2 separate regions of the Oryza sativa genome follow, and region 1 is linked to region 2. A link is a contact called in public ChIA-PET data. All regions are on one chromosome and are shown on one strand. Each heading gives the region's core, a stretch centred on a gene start, on an enhancer-like site or on the middle of the called end of the contact. The rest is flanking DNA. Distances are from core to core; before and after follow the strand shown. Region 1 holds the start of LOC4328886 (GDSL esterase/lipase At5g45910). Region 2 holds the start of LOC107278261 (E3 ubiquitin-protein ligase EL5-like).

Region 1 (4,223 bases), core at 1,139-3,638, 84 kb before region 2:
CACGAGGATAATATACACCCACTCGAACCCATGTGCGAGGTTTTAAAAGAATCGGTGGCAAAATATGTATGGAGACAATCAAAATGTGGCAGTTTTGAAACTGAACTAGATCATATCAAACAAGAGCAGAGCTGCCACAACCATAATTTTAAAGTAGGTGACAGTATGGCTAAGGTTCAAAGCTTTTTTACATGGTTGCCTGGAGAAACAAGTTGGGCAGCCTGTGTATGTAGCTTGTATAACAATCAGACCATCAGACAATCCTAATTGTTAGCCCCACATTACCTATCATGGGTGGAATCTCATTATAGTTCAGGATGGCCCCCTCTCTCAAGAAGACAATTAACAACAGGACAAGGTTTGAACAAAGAGTGGTAGAGTACTAATAGAACTGATAGCCATACTACTTTACAGACTAGTGTAAAAGATTCTAATGAAGATGGGATTAGTAACTTTGCTTCCAATTTACTCTGAACATAGATGGAGCTACTCTAATTGGTTTCAAATCACAAATTGTGATCCATCATTACTGTAATTTGAAATATTGCAGTGTGCTACTAGAGAGATAAGGCACCTCTACCCAGATCTGAACTATCTAAAAATAATATATTGTGTCTTTCAAGGGTGACAGGAGGAAAAGTTGACTCTAGGTATCAGTTGACTTGATCTGTTCAAGTAAATTAGAGCAGCAAGAGCTAAAAAACAGTTATTTTGCTAGAAAAGCCAATTTAGTACCGATGTGAAATAAAGGATAAGAACGAACTGATGCTTCCTGAGCTAGCTAACTATCAAAGAGCTCAAGAACTTACCAAACTTCTCGGGCTGAAGCATGAACTGGATAACAGGCGTGTAGTAATCGCCATATATGATCCTCACATTGGGGTGCTTGGGCCGGAGCTTCTCAAGCATGCGCTTGAGATGTGCATTGTGCACCCATGAGAATGTGTTGTACCGACGGACGCAGCCGCTCTGGGGGCCATACCCATCGGCCGGCTCATCGAGCATGTTCAAGTAGACAGGGAAGCATCCAGTGGGCATCACACCGGGTACAATCAGCTCCCTTGCGCCCTCAGCAATCAATTGCTGCACCAAACACGAACAGTTGTATAATTGAAATCACATTCTCCACATGACCACTAACAAATAGGCGACACAACGAAGCTATTGAATTTCTACCTCGATGCCATCGGAGATAGCCTGGATGACATCCGGCATGAACTTGTAGGCCTCCTCAAGGCCCTTCCCCGCAAACAGCGGCGCATTGTAGTCGTTGCCACCAAACTCGCCGACGACGAAGAGCGAATTCGCATAGAATTCATCGCATTCCACTGCAAAAACATCAAAACAATCAGATACAATTCCCCAATCCAGTTCTCTCTGGAGATAAAAACAAAAACAAATCCCCAAATTCAGTGAGGCGAGGTAGCTACAAGGTAAGGTGGGGATTTGGGCATATGCAATTTATGATTATACCCTTGGTGGAGTTGCAGAAGAAGGGCTTGAGATCGCGGAACCACTGGATTTGGGTGAGGAGGGCGCCGGAGTTCCAGACGACGGCGCCGAGCCCCTTGGCCTCGAAGTAGGGGGTGTCGAGCGCGGTGGCGCCGGTGATGGCGAAGTTGGCGCCGTGAGCGAAGCTGGAGTTCTTGAGCTTGGACGGCGGCAGCAGCGGCAGGCCGAACTCGTCGGCTGCGATCCAAACCAAAAAACCAAACCATCAGCAACACAAAGCAGGCAGACATCGAAATCCAATCTAGCGGAGAAACCAAGGGGCGCACCGAGGTGGTCGACGACGAGGCGGCCGTCGGAGCAGCGGCCGGTGGGGTGGCCGGGGAAGGTCTGGCCGTAGGGGAGCTGGGCGGTAGCGAGGCGGAAGTCGACGCCGTTGGCGAGGAGGTTGCCGGCGTCGGCCAGCGAGTCCCCGAAGTTGAACAGCGCCCTGTACTTCCCCTTCGCCTTCCCGTTCACCTTCCCCTCCGCCGCCCCAGCAAGAATCGCCGCCACCGCAAGAACCACCGCCACGACCAAAATCCCCCGAACTGCCCCCATCGCCGCCCGCCCTATCCCTCCTCCGTTCTTGGGTCAAACCCACCACCACAAGAAGAGGGAAGAAGAAGAAGAAGAGGAAGAGAGAGGGGTAGCGGCTAGGTAGGTGTCCGGGGTGGGGGTGAGGGGGTTCTTCTTGTAGCTAGGAGCACGAGGAGAGAGAGAGAGAGAGATTGGGATGGGTTGGTGGTGGTGGCGTGGCGCACGGCGGCTTAGCTCTCTCTCTCTCTCGCTCTCGGGTCGCGTGGCGTTTTCTTCTCGCGAGCTAGCTGCCGCGGCTGCGCGGTGGCGGATGGCGATTAGTTTACTCTCGGGCTCTCTCGCGGCTTGGGGAGTAATTGCGATTTGGGATTGGGAGGGGGAGGAGTGGGGAAGAAGAGGGGAGGAGGCGAAGAGAGGAGGAAGGTGAGAAGGAAGGAAGGAAGCTGGGGGCAGGCTGTCCGGTGTGGAGGAGGTGGGGGATTCGACGGCACGTATGTGTGAGAAATGGAGGAAAAAGTGGGCTACACGGTTGGACTTTGGGGGCGTATTTCGGGCAGGGTTTGTTGGACTCGAGCTAGATGAAGAGAGCGTGTTTGGAGTCAAAGTTTTTGGTCTGGGTAATTTGGCAGTGTTAGATCAAATTGGGGAGTGGAGAGTGTGTGACTAATGGTGGGTCTAGTTCACACTAAAATTAGAAGTTTGGCTGAAATTAGAACGATGTGACGGAAAAGCTTTATGTGTATAGGAAAGTTTTCATGTGATGGAAAAGTTAGAAGTTTAAATAATAATTTTGGAACTAAACTCGGCCTGTATATGAGGTTGGAAGCTCTGGATTGGGTGAACTCATGTTTTCGTATTTCTACTTTTATTATAGAAACACAGTATAAACGTATGCGCTTATAACACGTGCACATTCACCACTATAAACATACACACGTACATCATATCCTTATGATTATCTCCGAAATATTGGACCGGCATATTTTTTTTTCTAGTATATTATTTATGTCATACATTTTCGATCTTAAAAGTTTAAATAATACTGGCCGATTGTCCTAATTCACTGGCATAAGAGATGAAAATATTACATCATTGTATAAAATGGTATGGTGGTATATTGTAACGAGTTTCATCTAGGCTCGAAAGAATTCCTATATCCGACATTATAAATAGGTAGAATAATCAAATAAGTGTGACCGCATTTTTCTTGCCAAAATGCAGTGGGGGCATGCTTGTGTCCAAATTGATAGGAGTTAATTTATAATCATCGTGTTATTTGTAAGTTGTTAGAAGTTCGTTCTGAGAAACTTGGTTTTATCCAGCTAGAGTATTATAAGTTGCAAGCACTTGTTCTGGTTTTTAATCAGAGTAATACCTCTGGCTTTAACTCAATTGAGTAATAATCGGTTGGTCCACACTAAAAATTTCCAACAGCAATTGCACCTAATGAGATCTATCATAATGCACCTCTTTAGCTAACGAAGTATAAATTGACAGCAAAACCATGGTAGTGACAACTTTTAGCATCGCAAATCCGCACGCAAAAAACTTCAGTGCATACCAACAGAACAACTTTTGACACCAGTTCTGCCCAAAATGGCACGTGTTGCCGAATATGTTCATCCAAGCAGGAAATTTAATAGACAAAGTCATGGTTGGGTTGCATTCGATTTGGCCGTCATTTTCCCTTAATCACTGCGCAGATTGCTCCTCATCATTTTACAGTTTTTTTTCCCTTCAATACTTCTTTTTTCTTACCGTTGTGTATCAATACTTAAGTACGGTAGTTTGATCGGTTTAGTGATAAGATTGTATCTAGAATGCGGGGGATTTCTCATGAAATAATTCAATTCAGTATGGATCAATAAAATATATCCCATTTGCTCCAAAGAAAACCTAAAATGCGTTGTCATTGTGCATAGCAATTTAACAATGTGTCACTGTCATAAACTGTTAGAGCTTAGAACATACTCCAGGTAGATGGATGATGAACACAAGACTACATAAGCAAAGGTCGTATGGTGGTCAATTTAAATGCGATACAACACCAACTGAAAAAGAAACGATTGTGCTGTGTTACCAACCAGTGAACCAAAATTTCTTTTCTTAAAAGGAAGAAAAGGATTGGCTGGCAGATTAAAACCACATCAGATAGGTCAAAATGATGCAAATCTGGTTGGTATGAAATTTTTAGA
Region 2 (4,103 bases), core at 52-2,551:
AGGCTAATACTTAATTAATATCACTATAATCGTGTGCTTCATTTTTGTGTCAGGAGTCCTCGGGAAGACAGCCTTAGTTTTCAAGGGTTTAGAGGACCATTTGTGACACTATTTCTACTTCATTACCCTATTTGATTAGACACCATGCACGTGCCACCCCTGGCCAATGTTTCATTTTCCTACTGTCCTCGATAGTAGTTCGATATGACCTTAATGGCAACTATCACCAATAATCTTGTCAAGTTTCTTTCAAAAGAAAAAAGATTTCTTCCGAACTTGTTATCTAGACAAAACCGTTCATGCATTACCCACGGTTTTACAATCAACTGATTTAACACAGGATTTACAAAGATCGGTCACTGTATACCCCTCCGTAGCGATTTCACTGATAACCAAGTAATTATTGACAAAAACCTGTAAAATTGAAATATTTCTTTTATACTACAACTGAATTTTAGTTGACTCAAATATGGGCGGGTTTGATAAGTCTGATAACTACATCACTGTTTCAAACCTTGATTAATGGATTCATTATTTTGCTTATGCGAATCGCTAATTAAAATTAAAAAAAATAATTTATGACCAATTTTTATATCTGTGTACCTAGTGATTAAAAGTAATTGTTTGTAAAATAAATTACAACCAAAAACCAGACAAATTAACTTAAGGAATACAAATTAACTTAAGGAATCAGAGCATTTTTACCGTTCTTGAGAAGGTATCACGAGATATCAAAAATTTAGCATAAAATTTAGTACCTCTTGGTATCTAGATACTACTATTATATACTAAATTTACAATAGAAAAAATAATACATCATGGTAACTTCAAGAACCATAGAATTGCTCAAAGAATTAAGTTTTAAATATTTAAAATTTGACTTATAAGGAAACAATGGAGCTCCTAATCCCCCAATTCATCTCTCCTCCAGCATCTATCACATCATAATAATCGAGCACTAGGGGCATGTTTATATCCATTTAGAATGGCAAATGGCAAATGGCAAAAGTTTTGGTGGCAAAAGTTTTGGCATTACAAAAGTACTAGTTAGTGTTTAGATGCATGTTAAAGTTTTGCCATTCTAGCACTAAAGTGAGAGAGAAAGAGAGAGGGAGTGATCTCAAAGCACTTTTTGGCACAATTTGCTACTATGGACTAGCAAATGCCAAATGCCAAATTGCCAACTTTTGCTAATAGTGTTTAGATTCAAAATGGCAAAAAGTACTACAAAATGGCAAAACTTTTGTTATTTTGGAGGATCTAAACAGGATCTAGATCAATTAATTAATCAAATTAAGATCACTAAATTCTTAGCTCGATATGTACTAGCAAATCATTAGGCACCACCCACCCCACTACTCCTCGCCACGCGCGCGGTCGCCCCATGTCGTCCCACGACCCCAGCAGCGCCACCGCGGCGGACGCCGTCGCCGGCGGGAGCTACCGCGTGTGCGACACGGTGGTGCTCGTCTGCCTCGCCTTCGCCTCCTCCATCATCGTCTTCACCGTGGCCGTCTGCTTCCGCCGCGCCGTCACCCTGCAGGGCTACGCGGCCTCGGCGTCGGCGTCGCCGTCCGGCCGTGGCGGCGGCGCCGCCGCCGCACCCGCCGCTGTCGGCGGCCTGCGCGGGCTGGCGCCGTCCGCGCTCGCCGCGATCCCCAAGTTCGCGTACCGGAGGGGCGCCGCGGGCGGCGGCGGCGGGTGGGCGCAGTGCGCGATCTGCCTCGGCGTGGTGCGCGACGGCGAGGCCGTGCGGCGGCTGCCGGAGTGCAAGCACCTGTTCCACGTGGAGTGCGTCGACATGTGGCTGTACTCGCACGCCACGTGCCCGCTCTGCCGGCGAGACGTCGGCGCCGCCGCCGCCGCGGCCGGCGACAAAGTCTAGCGGCCGGCGCCATGGATCGCGCCCCGCAGATTTGGCAAGTTTGAGGTGTTTTAATTAGGATTAGTGTAATTATTAAGTACAGTTAGAAAGATTTCGATTCTGTAATTACAAACGAATTTTCAATATAAAGTGTCATTTGATCTCTTAATTCTGCTGAATTTTGATAGGTTTTATTTGGCTCTGCTTTAGCTTCCTACTTTCTTGTGTATACGTGCCAGTATCATTGCAAAGATGGAGTAATTAATAGTGAAAGTGATATGGATTAGATTGCACTCAACTGAATATTGGGTGGGCTGATCACTGAAAGGAGCCGAACAAATATTTTAATTAGGAACAATAATTTTGTTTGTCATTGTGATTGGCAGTATACTAGTAAGTTATATTAATGTGAAATATTGTAGGAACATTATTATATATAGACTCCTAGCTAGTTCTCAAAAAAAGAAAAAAAAACTGCTAGCTGAAAACTGTTTTCTGAAGCAAAAAATTAATATTATTTTATTGGTTCAGTTCCTTTCTAATTAATGAGTCCTCTTGAGTGCTTCTTACTTCATTTGTCCTAAAATATAAACATTTTTAGCATAGTTACAAGTCAAACATTTTAAACTTTGACTATTAATAGCAAAAATATAAAAAAGATCAAACATGTATAATTAATGCTACTAGATTTATCATTAAACAAACTATCATAATATGCACATTTTTATTTAAAACATCTTATTTTTATATTTATTGTTGGTCAAAATAACATCTCGGGAACCGTGTCAGAGTCTAAAAACACTTACATTTTGGAATGGAGGGATTTTTTGCAGAGTAATTTTTGTAGTATCAGAAAGTGCAATTATCAGAATATCATTAATTGTTTGAGTTAGTCGCGCGCGTCTTTTCTGAATTCAAAGTACCTTTCACGATGAAATATCAGATTTTGACCTCAAAATACAACAATTTCAGCATCAACACTTCGATTGGACAGCAAAATATCTGTAACATTTTCACCCCATAGTAGGTTACATGCACCGATCACTGCAAAATATCCTGCGTCGTTGTTACATATTCGTCGTCATGGGTCAATTAAATTCTTGAGATTGATAGAGCAACTTGTGAAGAATCTTGAGGTTCATGGAGCTTGTAGAGCAGGTTGACAAAGACTACAATGGACTTATCCCGTTGCACCGTGCAACTTGTCCATTGCTCATTGGATGATGGCACGTGCACATCATGTGTGTCAATGTAACATTGACACATGATACGCAACTGACAGGTTGCAAAGCTGGATAAGTTTTGTCACCCCCTGAAAAGAGAGATAACACTGAATGTGGGATATTTTCGAGATATTATTCCCCCACTGTATTGTTGCTAGTTGCCAAATTTGTCTGATTTTAAGTTGTTTTTTAAAAAAGTTTGGTCAGGAGAATTTTTAACATAAAACCTAGTATCTTAAAAACAATGAAAATACACAGTGAAGCAATATATAACCAAAGTCAAAATTTATGTGAACAAGCTATCAACTGCAGGAACTAAACAGGGAGGCATATGTTGGTGGAGTCATGGATACATGTCCATTCTCTAGGTTTGAATCCTGATACTACGAATATATTACATATAAGTTGGTACGTATTAAACAGAATGGCACCGTATATCTTTGTGCATGAGGTTAGGATTTGCTATTCGTTTCCTTTTTTTTTCAGATCATGGTTTCTTTATATTTGAATGTACTTAGGGGAGTATTTGCGGATGTGTGAGTGCGAGTATCATATGTGCGGCCCCATCATTTCGCTGATTTTAAGCATAAGCGAAACAATATATTTGTAAATGAAAATAATTTGTGAATAAAACTTTTATATATGTGTTTTTAATGATCTAAAAGCAAAAGCTGAAAAATATACTATGATGAAAGAAAATCTTAAAATCAACTCCAAATTTAAAGTTGAAAATTTAAATTTTGGCTGATAAGTATAAGTATAAACGAAAAAACAAGGCCGGTGGAGGAGTCCTTATGCACCTTATGTGTGATCGCAAAATAACTATTCTAATTAAACCAAAATGACATTCCGGCCACTTTTGGAATACAAAAGTTTCACATTAATCAATTCATTTCCGCGAGAATCGGGAAAACTTACTGTGTTCAAGTCATGTCCTCAAATTGGGCTCTCCTTTCATGGGTTGGATGGGCTGTCAATCATTACTGTGTGTACATGGAATCAGGCTGATCAAAGGC

The links. ChIA-PET counts read pairs in DNA pulled down with a chosen protein or histone mark.
Region 1: a contact with region 2 is called in an H3K9ac ChIA-PET map of seedling, with 3 times the contacts expected there. The contact joins the promoter of LOC4328886 here to the promoter of LOC107278261 in region 2. A contact is called at or near these places in 1 of 15 Hi-C or Micro-C datasets (panicle) and 2 of 4 datasets of contacts at active chromatin or transcription factors (leaf and seedling).

The regions. Positions count from the first base shown.
Region 1 is chr2:8,525,266-8,529,488 of ASM3414082v1, reverse strand. LOC4328886 (GDSL esterase/lipase At5g45910) reads right to left here and starts at 2,388. Exons shown (of 5, transcript XM_015771096.3): 1 at 1,779-2,388; 2 at 1,474-1,689; 3 at 1,177-1,328; 4 at 810-1,083. The coding sequence starts at 2,049.
Region 2 is chr2:8,440,368-8,444,470 of ASM3414082v1, reverse strand. It overlaps LOC107278261 (E3 ubiquitin-protein ligase EL5-like), which reads left to right and starts at 1,301. Exons shown (of 1, transcript XM_015771646.3): 1 at 1,301-2,033. The coding sequence starts at 1,385. The coding sequence ends at 1,885.